Regions from separate parts of the Sus scrofa genome. Here region 2 is linked to region 1. A link is a contact called in public Hi-C data. All regions are on one chromosome and are shown on one strand. The core of a region is the stretch at or near the end of the contact, and the rest is flanking DNA. Distances in the headings are between cores, read along the strand shown. Region 1 holds the start of RDH13 (retinol dehydrogenase 13). Region 2 holds the start of PPP1R12C (protein phosphatase 1 regulatory subunit 12C).

What was found. Hi-C and Micro-C count contacts between places; a contact is called where the count stands out from the background.
Region 2: a contact with region 1 is called in a Hi-C map of liver, with 3 times the contacts expected there. The contact joins the promoter of PPP1R12C here to the promoter of RDH13 in region 1. A contact is called at or near these places in 5 of 47 Hi-C or Micro-C datasets (heart right ventricle, liver and skeletal muscle) and 1 of 2 datasets of contacts at active chromatin or transcription factors (alveolar macrophages).

Annotation. Positions count from the first base shown.
Region 1 is chr6:59,288,686-59,295,986 of Sscrofa11.1, reverse strand. RDH13 (retinol dehydrogenase 13) reads left to right here and starts at 2,848. Exons shown (of 7, transcript XM_021094989.1): 1 at 2,848-3,423. The coding sequence starts at 3,359.
Region 2 is chr6:59,342,593-59,349,893 of Sscrofa11.1, reverse strand. PPP1R12C (protein phosphatase 1 regulatory subunit 12C) reads left to right here and starts at 2,717. Exons shown (of 20, transcript XR_002344812.1): 1 at 2,717-3,150; 2 at 7,189-7,301.

The DNA.
Region 1 (7,301 bases), core at 1,599-4,098:
GCCTGGAACTTGCTGTCCAGCTGCTTTTGTCCTGTCACCTGCTTTCATGCTGTCGCTGGAGGCAGGGCCTCCCTGAGCTCGCAGGACAAGCCTTTCCTTGCTGGTCAGACGTCTGGAGCCCCCAGAACCTCACGTAGCCCCAAGGAGAGGAGATGATAAACTGCCCACCTCCAAGACTCCTGACCTCGGATTTCTCCATCCTGACCCAGGTCCTGTTGTGCTGATCTCTGACCCTTTCATCTCCAGCCCCCAACACTGCTGCCACCTCCCACCCACACTCACCAGCTTTAACTGAATAGAGCATGTCTTGTCTTGTTTTAACAAGAAAAAAGAGGAGCTCCTGTCGTGGTGCAGCGGTTACAAACCCAACTAGTATCCATGAGGTCGCAGGTTCGATCCCTGGCCTCACTCAGTGGGTTAAGGATCTGGCGTTGCCATGAGCTGTGGTGTAGGTCACAGACCCAGCTCGGATCCTGCATTGCTGTGGCTCTGGCGTAGGCCGGCAGCAACAGATCCGATTGGACCCCTAGCCTGGGAATGGCCAGTGTGGCTCTAAAAAGACAGAAAAAAAGAAAAGAAAAAAGAAAACCTCATGGGACATTGGAGACAATTTATTAGTCAGATATCTGTCATTTCATAAGTATTCTCAGGTATGTGTCTTGATCGTTGACAAACCCGATCCAATCAAATCAGCTTATCTGTGGTCAAATAATTTTCAAAACAAAATCACTAAAGTCTTTTCAGCGTTGTTTTCTTTTTCATCAGCTTTCTTGAAGTACAATTTACATGCAATAAAATTCACTTTTTTTTCCTTTTTATGGCTGCACCTGCAGCAGATGGAGGTTCCTGGGCTAGGGTTCAAATGGGAGTTACACCTGAGGGCTATATCACAGCCACAACACCGGATCTGAGCCCCATGCTGCAGCTTGTGGCATTGCTGGATGCTTAACCCACTAAGCAAGGCCAGGGATCAAACCCACATCCTCAAGGACACGATATCAGCTTCTTAGCCCACTGAGCCACAGTGGGAACTCCCTAAGATTCATGCTTTATTTAAAAAAAATTTTTTTTATTTGGCCACTTCTGCCACTTGTGGAAATTCCTGGGCCAGGCATGGAACCCACACTACAGCAGCAACCTGAGTCATAGCAATGACAACACCAGATCCTTAACCCACTGAACCACCAGGGAACTCCAAAATTCAGTATTTTTAGGTGAATATGCTGATGAGATTTGACAAGTGTATGCAGTCGTATATACAGACCCCAGTGTGATTAAGGCAGAGACTATTGCCAAATCCCCCCATGAAGTTCCCTTTGCAGTAATCACTCCCCCACCTGCCTCCCCCGGCCCCTCTGCCCTTGGTAACCACTGGTCTTCATGCTCTAATATGGTTTTGCCTTTCCTAGACTGTCATGTAACTGGAATCATACATACTGTGCAAGTACCAGTGGTTCATTCCTTTTTCTTTCTTCCTCCCTCCTTCCCTCCCTAGAGCCTCAGCTGCAGCTTATGCAAGTCTCTTCCAGGCTAGGGGTTGAATCTGAGCTGTAGCTGCCGGCCCATGCCACAGCAAAGCCAGATCTGGGCCGCACCTTCGACCTACGCCTCAGCTTGCAGCAACGCTGGATCCTTCACCCACGGATTGAGGCCAGGGATCAAACCCGCATCCTCATGGAGACTAGGCGGGCTCTTAACCGGCCGAGCCACGGCAGGAACTCCATTCATTCCTTTCTATTAAGTAAGAGTCCATTGCATGGATTTACTATCAGTTACTTACTCCATCAGCTGTTGATGGCTCTTGAGTTGCTTCCAGCTTCTGGGTATTATGAGTGGGATGGTTGAATGGCCTCTCCCCTCTCTCCCCACATAGTTATATGTTGAAATCCTCATCTGCAATAGACCCCGGAATGTGACCTTATTTGGAAATAGGGTCGTTGCAGATGTAATTTGTTAAGATGAGGTCATTTTGAATCAGGGTGGCCCCCTCCTCAGACCCAGGAGTCTGGTCAAGCCTCTCCTCCCTCAGCCCTAGGGAGTCCAGAACCCCAGCTCCCTCCTCTTTCAGACCCAGAGCACGCTCTCCCATGGCCTCCTCCCCCAGGACCCCAAGAGTTTAGGTACCCCCTTCAGATTAGTAGGTCTTGGATTCCGAGCATTGAAATGATCAAATTCTCCCATAAAGGCTACAAGGAATACATATGTACATTTATTGAGGTGTATAGTTGGTATACAATATTATATTAGCTTCAGGTGTACAAAATAGTGATTCAACCTTTTTTTTTTTTTTTTTTTTTAAGGTCGCACCTGCAGCATATAGAAGTTCCTGGGCTAGGGGTGGAATCGGAGCTGCAGCTGCCAGCCTACACCACAGCCACACCAACACGCTTGTCCCAGCGGCATCTGACCTGCACTCAGCTTGGAGCAATGCCAGATTCCCTAACCCACTGAGCGAGGCCAGGGATCGAACCCGCATCCTCACAGACACTATGTTGGGTTCTTAACCTGCTGAGCCACAACAGGCACTCTGAAATGTTTTATAGATTATATTCCATTTAAAGTTGTTATAAAATTCTGGCTATAGTTCCTGAGCTGTATAATATATTCTCGTAGCTTGTTTATTTCATACATAGTAGTTTGTAAGGAATACATATTTTTATCCTTTTTTAAAAATTTTTATTTTTTAGGGCCACACCTGTGGCATGTGGAGGTTCCCAGGTTAGGGGTTGAATCAGAGCTGTAGCTGTTGGCCTATGCCACAGGCACAGCAATGCAGGATCCGAGCCGGGTCTGCGACCTACACCACAGCTCACGGCAACGGCGGGTCCTTAACCCACTGAGCGAGGCCAGGGATCGAACCTGCGACCTCCTGGATGCTAGTCAGATTCCTTAACCGCTGAGCCACGACGGGAACTCCAGGAATATATATTTTTAGATGAGGAAACAGGCTGATATATTGGAAAGACATAAGGAGGATTGCATCCGGATGCGGCAGCTGTATGATTGGGATCCGGGGGGTCCCTCCAGAACTGCGCCGCGCATTGCAGCAGGAAGAGCATAACTTTGGGGGACCCGCGCGTGGGCCCCGCCCCTCAACCCCTTTCCAGAGACATTGGCCACGCCCCCTGATCCGGCCCCGCCCCGGGCTCCCGAAACGACCATTCCCAGCTGTAGCTGCGCTCGCAGCCCGTCCCCATTGGTCGCTCCCCTGGAAGCCCCGCCCCCTGCCCCTTTCCGGAAGCTGCGTGTTGCAGCCGCGCCCGCCCTGCCCCACGTGTATCCCAGGCGGCGAGCCCCTAGCACCTGCTGCGGTTGAGGGTCTGCGGGCTGCTGCGGTTGGACCCCGGCTCCACCCGGCATGAACCGCTACATTCTGCCGCTGTCCGTGCTGGGCACGGCGGTGGGTGGCGCCGTGCTGCTCAAGTGAGTAGGTGCGGGCCCCGCGGGCGCGGGAACGGTGAGCAGGTGGGCGAGCTCAAGGCTGGGTGGAGCTCGCCAACCTCTCCCCGACCCTGGAGTCCTTCAGCTCACCTGTCCCGCGGTGGGCCGGGGGAATGCAGGACACCCTGGGCTCCGAGAGGGCAGGTCACGTCCCAAGGTCACCCAGAGAAAGGGGTGGGTCTCGGCCTTGGTAAACATTTTGGTCTGGTTGCTTCCGGGCTTTTAATGGATTAATTAATTCATTCAGCAAATACTTATTGAACACTTCCTAGAAGTCACGTCCTGGCCCAGATAAAAGGAAAGTGTATTCCACCTAAGCTCTGAATATCCGGAATTCGAGAAACAAATTAGTTTTACACTCAGTAAATGAAAAGATTGTATTGTATGAGTTATACACATACTGTGGTGCTTTCTGGTCGTTTCTAGGCTAATTCGCTTAAAAAAAAAAAAAAAAGACAAAACAAGGAATTAACAAGTCCAAACTCTTGGGTATAAAATAAACGACAAAGATACTTTGTACAACATGGGGGATATAGCACATATTTTTAAGTGTAAATGGCATATAAGCTTTTTGTTGTTGTTGTTGTTGCTATTGCTATTTCTTGGGCCGCTCCCGCGGCATATGGAGGTTCCCAGGCTAGGGGTTGAATCGGAGCTGTAGCCACCGGCCTACGCCAGAGCCACAGCAACGCAGGATCCGAGCCGCATCTGCAACCTACACCACAGCTCACGGCAACACCGGATCGTTAACCCACTGAGCAAGGGCAGGGACCGAACCCGCAACCTCATGGTTCCTAGTCGGATTCGTTAACCACTGCGCCACGACGGGAACTCCGCATATAACCTTTAAGAATTGTAAATCACTGGAGTTCCTGTCATGGCTCAGTGGTGAAGGAATCTCATTAGTATCCCCGAGGATGCCGATCGATCCCTGGCCTCGCTCAGTGGGTTAAGGATCCCGTGTTGCTGTGAGCTGTGGTGTAGGTGGTCAGCTGCAACTCTGATGGGACCCTAGCCTGGGAACCTCCATGTGCCGCCAGTGTGGCCCTAAAAAGACCAAAAAAAAAAAAAAAAAAAAAAAAAAAGTTAAAAAAAACTGTGCTTGTATCTTGTATCATTTTGTATATCAACTTCAATTTAAAAAACCTCGAAACCTCCAAAAAACAGCTGCCAAATATTCTATGGCAGCACGGTTGGGTAGAAGTTTCTGTGATGCTGAAAATTTTACATTTGTCCTGTTTATTATGACTTGAGCACTTCAAGTATGACTGTGTCGTGCTTGCAGTAACGGTGGAGTATCATATTGTACACTTAAAAATTTGTTAAGCGGGTAGAGCTCATGGTAAGTGCTCGGGATTAGCAACATGTAATTTACTGCAGTGACACGCGAGATCGGCTGGGAGGCCAGAAAATAATGGCAATATTGAAATACCTTTTTTTTTTTTCCCCTTAAGGGAAGGAAGGATGGACTGTAAATCTCTTTGCATAATGACTTTGGGTTTGTTTATCTGCTTGATGATGAGGCTTCATTTTGAACTTGTTCCTCCTGCTCTGAGAAAGTCTTTATTTTTGGTTTTGTTGGCTGGTATCTTGTTATTTATAAGCATGAAACTCCTGCTTTGTAAACATATATACATATTTTATAATGATTTTTATTTTTTCCATTATAGCTGATTTACAGTGTTCTGCACACTTTCTGCGGCACAGCAAGGTGACCCAGTCACACATACATGGATCCATTCTTTTTGCTCATGTTATCCTCCTCCATCACACGTGACCACACATAGTTCCCAGGGCTATACAGCAGCTGCTTTGTAAATATTAACTACCTTTTTTTGAAAGCTCTAGAAACATGAAAATAGTTTTTTCCCTGTAATAAAATTCATGGGCTGCTGTTTTTATTTTATTTTTTATTTTTTTTTTAAATTAAAAAATAATTTGGAGTTCCTGTTGTAGAAACGAATCCGACTAGTATCCAGGAGGGTGCAGGTTCGATCCCTGGCCTCCCTCAGTGGGTCGGGGATCTGGCATTACTGTGAGCTGCGGTGTGTAGGTCCCTCAGATCTCACATTGCTGTGGCTGTGGCTTAGCGGGGCAGCTCCAGCTCGGATTAGACTCCTAGCCTGGGACCTTCCATATGCTGTGGGTGCGGCCCTTAAAAAAACCACCAAAAACCTGGGACTGTAATTAAAAAAAAAAAATTTTATGGCCACACCTGTGACATCTGGAAGTTCTCCAGTTAGGGGTGGAATCAGAGCAACAGCTGAGGCCCCACAACAGCCATGGCAATACCGGATCCAAGCTGCATCTGTGACCTATCCCACAGCAATGAGGGATCCTTAACCCACCAGGGGAGGCCAGAGACAGAACCCACTATGTCCCAGTGAGAACTCCAGATAGAATGCGTCTCCCACCCCTCCAGGCTGCACCTGCACCGGTGCTGTATAGAAGTTTCCAGGCCGGGGATCGAATCTAACTGTGACCTGTACCACAGCTGCAGCAATCCTTTGCAATCCAACAAATCCACTGGATTCTTAACCCACTGAGCTGGGCCAGGGCTCCATAGAGATGAACTGGATCATTAACCCCCTGTGCCACAGTGGGAACTGTTTTTATTTTCATTCATACTGTGGTCTTTCAGTTCTGAACAAGGTAAAAAGCAAGTGCCAGCATGGGAAGAATGAGAGAAAATCGAGGAGTTCCGATTGTGGCTCAGGGGAAACGAATCTGATGGGCATCCATGAGGACACAGGTTCGATCCCTGGCCTCGCTCAGTGGGTGAAGGATGTGGCATTGCCGTGAGCTGTGGTGTAGGTCACAGATGCAGCTCGGATCTGGCGTTTCTGTGGCCGTGGTTCAGCTCTGATTCGACCCCTAGCCTGGGAATCTCCATATGCCGTGAGTGTGGCCTTAAAAAGACCAAAAAAAAAGAAAAAGAAAGAAAGAAGGAAAATTGAATGTCTTAGAGTGGAAAAGTATGGCTGTTAATTTTTATTTTATTATTTTTATTTTTGTCTTTTTGTGTCTTTAGGGCTGCACCTGCAGCATATGGAGGTTCCCAGGCTAGGGGTCCAAGTGGAGCTGCAGCTGCCAGCCTACACCACAGCCACAGCCACGCCAGATCTGAGCCGCATCTGTGACCTACACCACAACTCATGGCAATTCCGGGTCCTTAACCCACTGATCAAGGCCTCATCCTCACGGGTCCTAGTCGGATTCTTTTCCGCTGCGCAACAACAGTAACTCCTTATTTTTATTTTTTAACTCAGTGAATTTTGTTATATTTATAGGTGCACAGAGATCATCACAACCCAATTTTACAGCATTTCCACCCTAAACCCTCAGTGCATCCCCCCACCCCCCAATCTGTCCCCTTTGGAAACCCTAAGTTTTTTAAAGTCTGTGAGTCAGTATCTGTTTTGCAGAAACATTCATTGTATCCTTTTTATAGATTTCACATATGAGCAATAGCATATGATGTTGGTGTCTCACTGTCTGACTGACTTCACTTAGCATGATAATTTCTAAGTCCATCCATGTTGCAAAAAATGCTGGTATTTGGTTCTTTTTAATGGCTGAGTCATATTCCATTGTGTATATGTACCACATCTTCTTGTTCCACTCCTCTGTCAATGGACATTTAGGTTGTTTCCATATCTTGGCTATTGCAAAGAGTGCTGCAGTGAACATTGGAGTCCATGTGTCTTTGTGAGTCATGGTTTTCTCTGTATAGATGCCCAGGAGTGGGATGGCTGGATTAAATGGTAACTCTATTTGTAGTTTTCTGAGGACTCTGCATACGTTTTCCACAGTGGTTGCACCAATTTACAGTCCCACCAACAGTGTACTAGGGTTCCTTT
Region 2 (7,301 bases), core at 1,468-3,967, 54 kb before region 1:
GGTTAAGAACCTGGCTGAAGGGAGTTCCTATCATGGCTTAAGTAGTTGATGAACCTAACTAGCATCCACGAGGGTGTGGGTTCGATCCATGGATTCGATCAGTGGGTTAAGGATCTGGGGTTGCCGTGAGCTGTGGTGTAGGTGGCAGAAGCGGCTTGGATCCTGCGTTGCCGTGGCTGTGGCATAGGCCAGCGGCTACAGCTCTGATTTGACCCCTAGCCTGGGAACCTCCATGTGCCCCAGGTGCAGCCCTAAAAAAAAGCCAAAAATAAAAGGGAGGCGGGTTCTTTTGTGTAAATAACTCTTCCAAGGACAGCTGAAGTAACTGAAATAAGAACTGACTTCTAATATGCCACCTCATTTTTCTTAGGAGGACGGGAGGGAGTCAGCTTGATACTTTGTAAATGTTCTCAGCACATCCCTTTATTTGAACTGTCTTTATGATGCAGAGGAGTGTTTGTCTTTCTGCCTGTCGCAGGGGAAGAGGGACCAGTCCCTTCTAATCTTTCTGAGGTTATTTTCATCAGCCTGAGGAGGGCCTGAGGTTCCAAGGTTAAGCATCAAAATTCCAGTGTTAGCATTCAGAGAAAACAGCAGGCTTGAGCAGTGAAAAAGCCTTCACCAAGGAAAAGAGACGTGCAGAAGAGAATTTAACGAGTGGAATATGAAAATGCCTGTACAGAGCCAACAGCGCCTGCCTGTGAGAAAGGCATGTACAGCAGCTCCACAACTCAAGAGGCAGAGAGGAAGAGAGCTAGCCCAGGTCCCAGAGCTAGGAAGTGGGTGGAGTCAAGACTCAAACCCGGGCCTGGCTAAATCAGAGCTGGTATTAACCATTTGTCATAAAGAGGTGAAAAGTCTAAATATAGCCGTCAGAAGTAAAGATTGCCAATAGAGCTTGTGGTGGGAACACATCCCATCGTAGGTTGTGGGGGTTAAGTGGAAATTCCATATTATGTCTCCCAAATGAATAAAGGCCGCAAACAGATAGACGCTCTACACCAAAGCTTACAGACACCATAAACACGAGCACCCAAATCAGGTTGCATTCAACTGCAGACGCGATCACAAAACACCCAAAAATCACCGTTTCGCGCAGGCACAGAAATATACATAACCACAGATGGATGATTAATCTCCCTGGGTGTGTAGGTTGAGTGGGACTCAACATCCCAAGAGCTCCCAGGACTGGATCCCCTTCGTGCCCATCCCCACGGTCTCCAGATCTCATGGGATGGATTTGCAGTTTATTTCTTTGCACAGTCCCCCCAACCCACCCCCAAGGACCTCAGAGCCTGTATGTAGGCTGCTCTGACATTCCTTGGAAGAAAAAGAATCTCGCCTGTGTCTGCATTTCAGCACTTTTCTTTGCGATTTTTAGGGGTCTTTGTTCGGGTCTCAAAGTGCGTACCTCTTTCCCAATGAGGATTCAGGTGCAAGGTACTTAAGACGGGGATAGTTTTCTTTTTTCTTTTTTCTTTTCCTTTTGCTCTTTAGGTCCCCACCTTCAGCATATGTAAGTTCCCAGGCTAGGGGTTGAATGGGAGCTGCTGGCCTACCCCACAGCCATAACAACTCAGGGTCCGAGCTGCGTCTGCGACCTGCACCACAGCTCACGGCAACGCCGGATCCTCAATCCACTGAGCAAGGCCTGGAATCGAACACGCAAGCTAAGGTTCATTTCTTGCTTTATGGTGCTACGTACTAGCCCGCCACATCAACTAGAACGCCTCATCTGGACTACAAATCCCAGCATTGCTTGCGAGGATATAGAGCCCGGCCTACACTTCCCAGCGTGCTCCACGCCTCAGGGTGATTGCAATGGCAGAGAGGGCCAGTTTAAGGCTCTGCGGGCATTTTCATTTGTGGATCCTACCTCGCAGGTTCCCTTCCCGATGTGATCCAGGGGTTACTCGGGGACTCTGGACTTATCTTGCCCTCGAATCTTATTTCTTGGGGTGTTTGGGGGCTCTGCCTAGGACTACATTTCCCAGCGCGACCAGCGGCCCATTGTCATGACCTTTGTACCGCATACATAATTTCCCAGCATGCCCTGGGCGGTCACCCAGGAAGGCTTGCAATTTTCTTGATGATCCAAGGGTTGCGGACTCAATTTCCCATAGTATCCTGGTGTTTCCCACGACCTAGAGAATCCGTTCTCTCATTCATTCATTCATTCAAAAAACTATTTCCGATCGCGTTCTACTAGGTACTGGGAACAAGGAAAGCACACAACACAAAAATCCCGGTCTTCCTGGGGCTTATTTCTTGTTGAAGGGCGCGACAAACCCAAAGTAAATAAAGTACATGACATGAAAAAGGGGAAAACGGAAAACTTCTGTACTTTTCGGGTTGTCGAGTCCATTTCCTAGTAGGTCCCCGGGGGCCAGCCCTTCGTCACCTGGATGCTGCGAACGGCATTTCCTGCATGCCCTGGGGCCGACCTCCCGCCTGTAGACTCCACTTCCCAGCACGCCAATCAGATTTCCTTTTGACACCGCGGAGCTGCGAATTTCCCAGTGTGCCTCGGGGCGGGACTATTGCAGAGATCCATTTCCGTTTATGGACTCCACTTCCCAGAGTTCCCCGCGGTCCGCCCTCAGGCGGTTGCCGGTTGCCTCTCCAGCCTGTGGACTCCATTTCCCAGCGGGCCCCGAGTCGGCGTGGTGACGTCACGTGCCGGGCGGGGACCGGTAGATCCTCTGGCGGCGCGGGGCGGGACGCAATTCCCGGCGGCCCGGAGGAGGGCGGGCGTCGGCGACGCCTCGGAGCTGGTCGCTCGCTCGCTCGCTCGCTCGCTTCTTACCTGGCGGGCGAGCGGGCGGCGCGATGTCGGGCGAGGATGGCCCAGGGGCGGGCCCGGGGGCGGCGGCGGCGGCAGCCCGTGAGCGGCGGCGGGAGCAGTTGCGGCAGTGGGGGGCGCGGGCAGGCGCCGAGCCGGGCCCCGGGGAACGGCGCGCCCGTACCGTGCGCTTCGAGCGCGCCGCCGAGTTTCTGGCGGCCTGCGCGGGTGGCGACCTGGACGAGGCGCGCTTGATGCTGCGCGCGGCCGACCCCGACCCTGACGCCGAGCTGGACCCCTCCGCCCCGCCGCCAGCCCGCGCCGTGCTCGACTCCACCAACGCCGACGGCATCAGCGCCCTGCACCAGGTCAGCGCCCCCGCCCGGGCTCCGATCCGCCCTGGGTCTGCGCTGCCTCGAGCACCCTCCCTCCCAGTCCAGAGTCACCCTTGCCAGTCGTGGTCTGCACCGTCGATGCTGCCCCGGTCCTTTATCATCCCGTGCTGAGTCCTTTTCCCATCCCACCCACCTGGAGCTCCCCTCTTCCAGTCCTGAGCCACTTGAACTGGCCTGGTTTTTGCCATCCTGCGCTGCCCTCTCTCCGGACTCGAGCCACTGCTGAGGGCCTCAGGCCAGTCCATCCTCGTCTTGTCTCTTTCGCCCTGCTCTTTCCCCACCTTGAGCGCTCTTAACCAGCCTGGCCCGTGCCACCTCTACTCTGCCATCGAATGCTGCCCCACTTTCTCGAGTCCGCCACTTCTCCCAGCTTCACCGGTACCCACTGTTTCCCCTAGTCCAGGCAGGTACCACTTTCCCTGAGCGTCCTCCTCCTCTCTTCTGGGCCTGTGCTGCTTCTTTTCCCGCTCTCTGGCCTGGGCCGTTTCTTCGGCCAGCCCCCGAGCCTTCCATGCCCTTTCCTTCAGGTTTCTGCTCTTCATCCTTGGTCTCTGCCATCTGTTGCCATGTAAGGGTGCTCTTTCCTGAGCCATCGCCCTCAAGGCGCTCTGCTCCTCAAGTGGATGCTTCCCTCGCCTGGCTCACCTCCTGCTCTCTCTCCTGCCCCCTTCACCTGCGTGCCCTCCTCATTCTCCCTCTGTGCCACCTCTGGCCTTGCACTGTAGGCTCTCTCTTGGGGATGTTTCTCTTTCTCCACACACTTCTCTTTCACTCTGTCCTCTTGCTTTGTGTGGGCCTGCAGCGTTACCCTTTTTTCTGGGCACACTCAGAGCACCCTCCTCTTTCTGGTTCTGGGCCACCTGTCTGTCCTCGGGTCATCTTGCTCTCTCTGCCTGGATGCCCTCCTGTGGCTTTGGGCAGCTTCTCCCTCCTTCAGAGTGCACCGCCAGTTCTCCTAGGCCCGGTCACTTCCCCTTCCCAGGGGACCTAGAGCCCTGCTAGGTCCTCTCTCTCCACAACCTGGGCCCCCAAACCTTTCCAAAACACCTTGCTTTCTGCCTCCATTGGTCTTGTGTTCCAGAGCCAGAGTCACTATATGTCCCAGAACCAGGATTCCCTCTGGTTCTGAGGGCTTTTATCGCATCCCCTGCCTGGCTGCAGTGGGTCTTTGGGGACAGGCCACAGAAGAGCCTCTACTCCTCCCTCTGTCCCCGAGGCTGTCTCCCTCCCAGTCTTCCCAGCTCAGGCCAGTCCCCAGGCCTCTCTTCCCTGCCAGAGCCCGTCAGGTTCGGTTACTTTGGGGCCCAGAGAGGACCCTGTGAAGGAAGCGTGGGTAGGGGCACGGGAATGGGGAGGATGCCTGAAGAGGCCCCCTTAGCCAGAAGAGGAGCAGAAGAGGAGCAGGTACCCAGAAGAGGAGCAGTTCAGGGAAATAGAAGAGTCCCGAGCTCTTTTTTTTTTTTTTTTTTATTTCTTTTCTTTTCTTTTCTTTTTATGGCAGCATCCGTGGTATATGGAGGTTCCCAGCCTAGGGGTCAGATCATACCTGCAACTGCCAGCCTACACCACAGCCACAGCACTCAGGATCCGAGCTGCATCTGCGGCTTACGCCACAGGTCACAGCAACGCTGGATCCTTAACCCACTGAATGAGGCCAGGGATTGAACCTGCAACCTCATGCACACTATGCTGGGGTCTTAATCGGCTGAGCCACAACAGGAACTCTCTAGTCCTTAGTTCTTTTTTTCAGTTTTTTGTCTTTTTAGGGCCACACCTGCGGCATATGGAGGTTCCCAGGCTAGGGGTCTAATCAGAGCTGTTGCTGTCGGCCTACACCACAGCCACAGCAATGCCAGATCTGAGCTGAGTCTGCGACTTACACCACAACTCATGGCAATGCCGGGTCCTTAACCTACTGAGTGAGGCTGGGGATCAAACCCGCAACCTTGGGAACCCCTAGTCCTTTGTTCTGATCTCAGCTCCTCAGCTCTTTTGTGGCCTTGAAATAGTGCCTTTTCTCTCTGTGCCTCAGGTTTCTTAGCTGTTAGCAGGGCCAGTAGCCAGGCTCTCCCTGGTGGGGCTCTGGCACATCCTTCAGCAAGTGCCATAGGCATTCAGTTGGGGAGTTGCAGCCCCTGGTCTAAGGGGCCCCCCCCATTCCCCCGCCCCCGGCCTGTCCCCTACAGAGGCCCTAGTGCTATCTGGGACATTTTTTTTCCATCTAAAGGAGCAGCCCACTTCCTGAGGAGCTGCACGGTCTCAGAGCTTGGCAAGCCCAGGAAAGGAGCCTCAGGCTTTGGTGTCCCCTTTCCTCCGCCACCACCCCTGCCCCTCGCTCCCCTGGACCTTCCCAGAGGGGTTCCTAGCCCTGCTTTTTGGGCCAGGCCCCAGTCCCCAACATCCCCCTTGGCCCAAACCCTGCAAAAGCACGCTCCAGGCTGGCCTGTCAGGGGAATCCCTCCCCTTCCCCTCCCCCTCCGTGAACTCACTTGCCAGGGCTTTGCAGGAGGGGTGTTGGGAGAGGGGAAGTCCCTGCCTGAGGTCACACAGTCAGCAGCAAGCAGGGGCTCTGGCTCAGCGGAGGGTGTCCGGGGACCAGCTCATGCTGGTTTTAGCTCTGAAAGCCCCAGGTCCCAGGAAAGCCCCCGCATCTGACCGGGATGTTTGCTCACGGTGTCTGGGACTGCGGTTTCTGTTCCCCGTCCTCCCCGGAGCAGGTCCCCAGGTGGCAGCCGCCTGCTCGAGTTGGGTCTCCAGGGGTTCTCAAGCCTCAGCTCCTACCTCGGGCCTGAGGAGGCCGAACCCCGCCCTGTGCCCCGGCCCTAGTGGGGGATCTGGACCCCCAGGTCTGAGGGGGGGAGGATCTGGGGACCCAGATTCGTGGTCTGAGGGAGGAGGGGCTGGTGCCTGGCTTCTTGGATCCCTGGTGCCCAGCCTCAGGCATCTTTCGCATGGATGCCGGTGCCCAGCCAGGTCCTTGAAAGGGAAAGGCCCATCTCCCTCCTTGCCCCCCTCCCCCATCACCATGACAACCGGGTAGAAATAAACTGAGCCCAGAGTTCATCCTGTTCCCAGGGCACGTGTGGCCCCCCTCTCGCAGCCTGAGTTTCCATGACTTCATGCTCTTGGCCCTCGGTGCTTCCTCCCCCTTCTCCAGATGGGCGGTGTGGAGAGCTCTTCGTTTACCCTGAGGACCCAGGAGTCCTGGGCCCCCTATCCCCCCAGACCCTGCTCGGGCCCCAGTGCTCACCTAGCGTTTGCTGCACCCTGGGCCTCCTCCTGCTCTGGCCCCCACTCGCTGTGCCAGCTTGGGCAAGGGCTTTGTCCTGGACTCCGCCAGGGGCAGGATCAGGGAGGGTGGCCCGTGGAAACCCATCGCGCAGTGACCTGTGCAGAGCATGCTCTCCGCACATAGGCCTGCGTCACCTCAGCCCCAGGCCCTGGGCACAGGCTGACCTGCCCCCTCTCCCAGTGTGAGGGTCCTGCCAGCACCCTCACTCTGGCCCTGGTGCTAGGGGCTTGGTCGCCTTACCAGCCCTGCACAGCCCTGGGCCCCAGGGTCCAGCTGTCTCCCCTCCAAGTACAAGGCAGCGCCATGGTCGGTTCTGTAGAGGGTCTGAGCAGGGGCTGGGGGCTGGACCCCAGGTCTGAGGGGGGAGGGGCTGGGCCTCTTCCCTCTGGTCCATCACTGGAGGCCGCATCCTCTGGTGGTGACTGCGTGCCTCTGGTTGGTCAGCACCGTCCAGGATTCCTGCACCTGGATGTGCAGCCCCCCCCATCCGCTTCCTGCTGCAGGGTTGCTGGGAGCCTTGTCTCACGTTCTCAGTGAGCTGCAGCTGCTGGGCTGACCCCAGAGGATGGAAGCTGGGGGAGGGTCTTCAACAGCCGGGTGGCTGGAGGGGACTTCGGGGGGGGGGGCAGGGTGTGTGCTTCGGGGCTTTCTCCTTAAGTGGCGTGGCTGGGCGTGCGGGGCCTGGACCAGTGAGGCCGACAGCACTGTCCCGCCCCCAGGCCTGCATCGACGAGAACCTGGAGGTGGTGCGCTTCCTGGTGGAGCAGGGCGCCACGGTGAACCAGGCGGACAACGAGGGCTGGACGCCCCTGCACGTGGCCGCCTCCTGTGG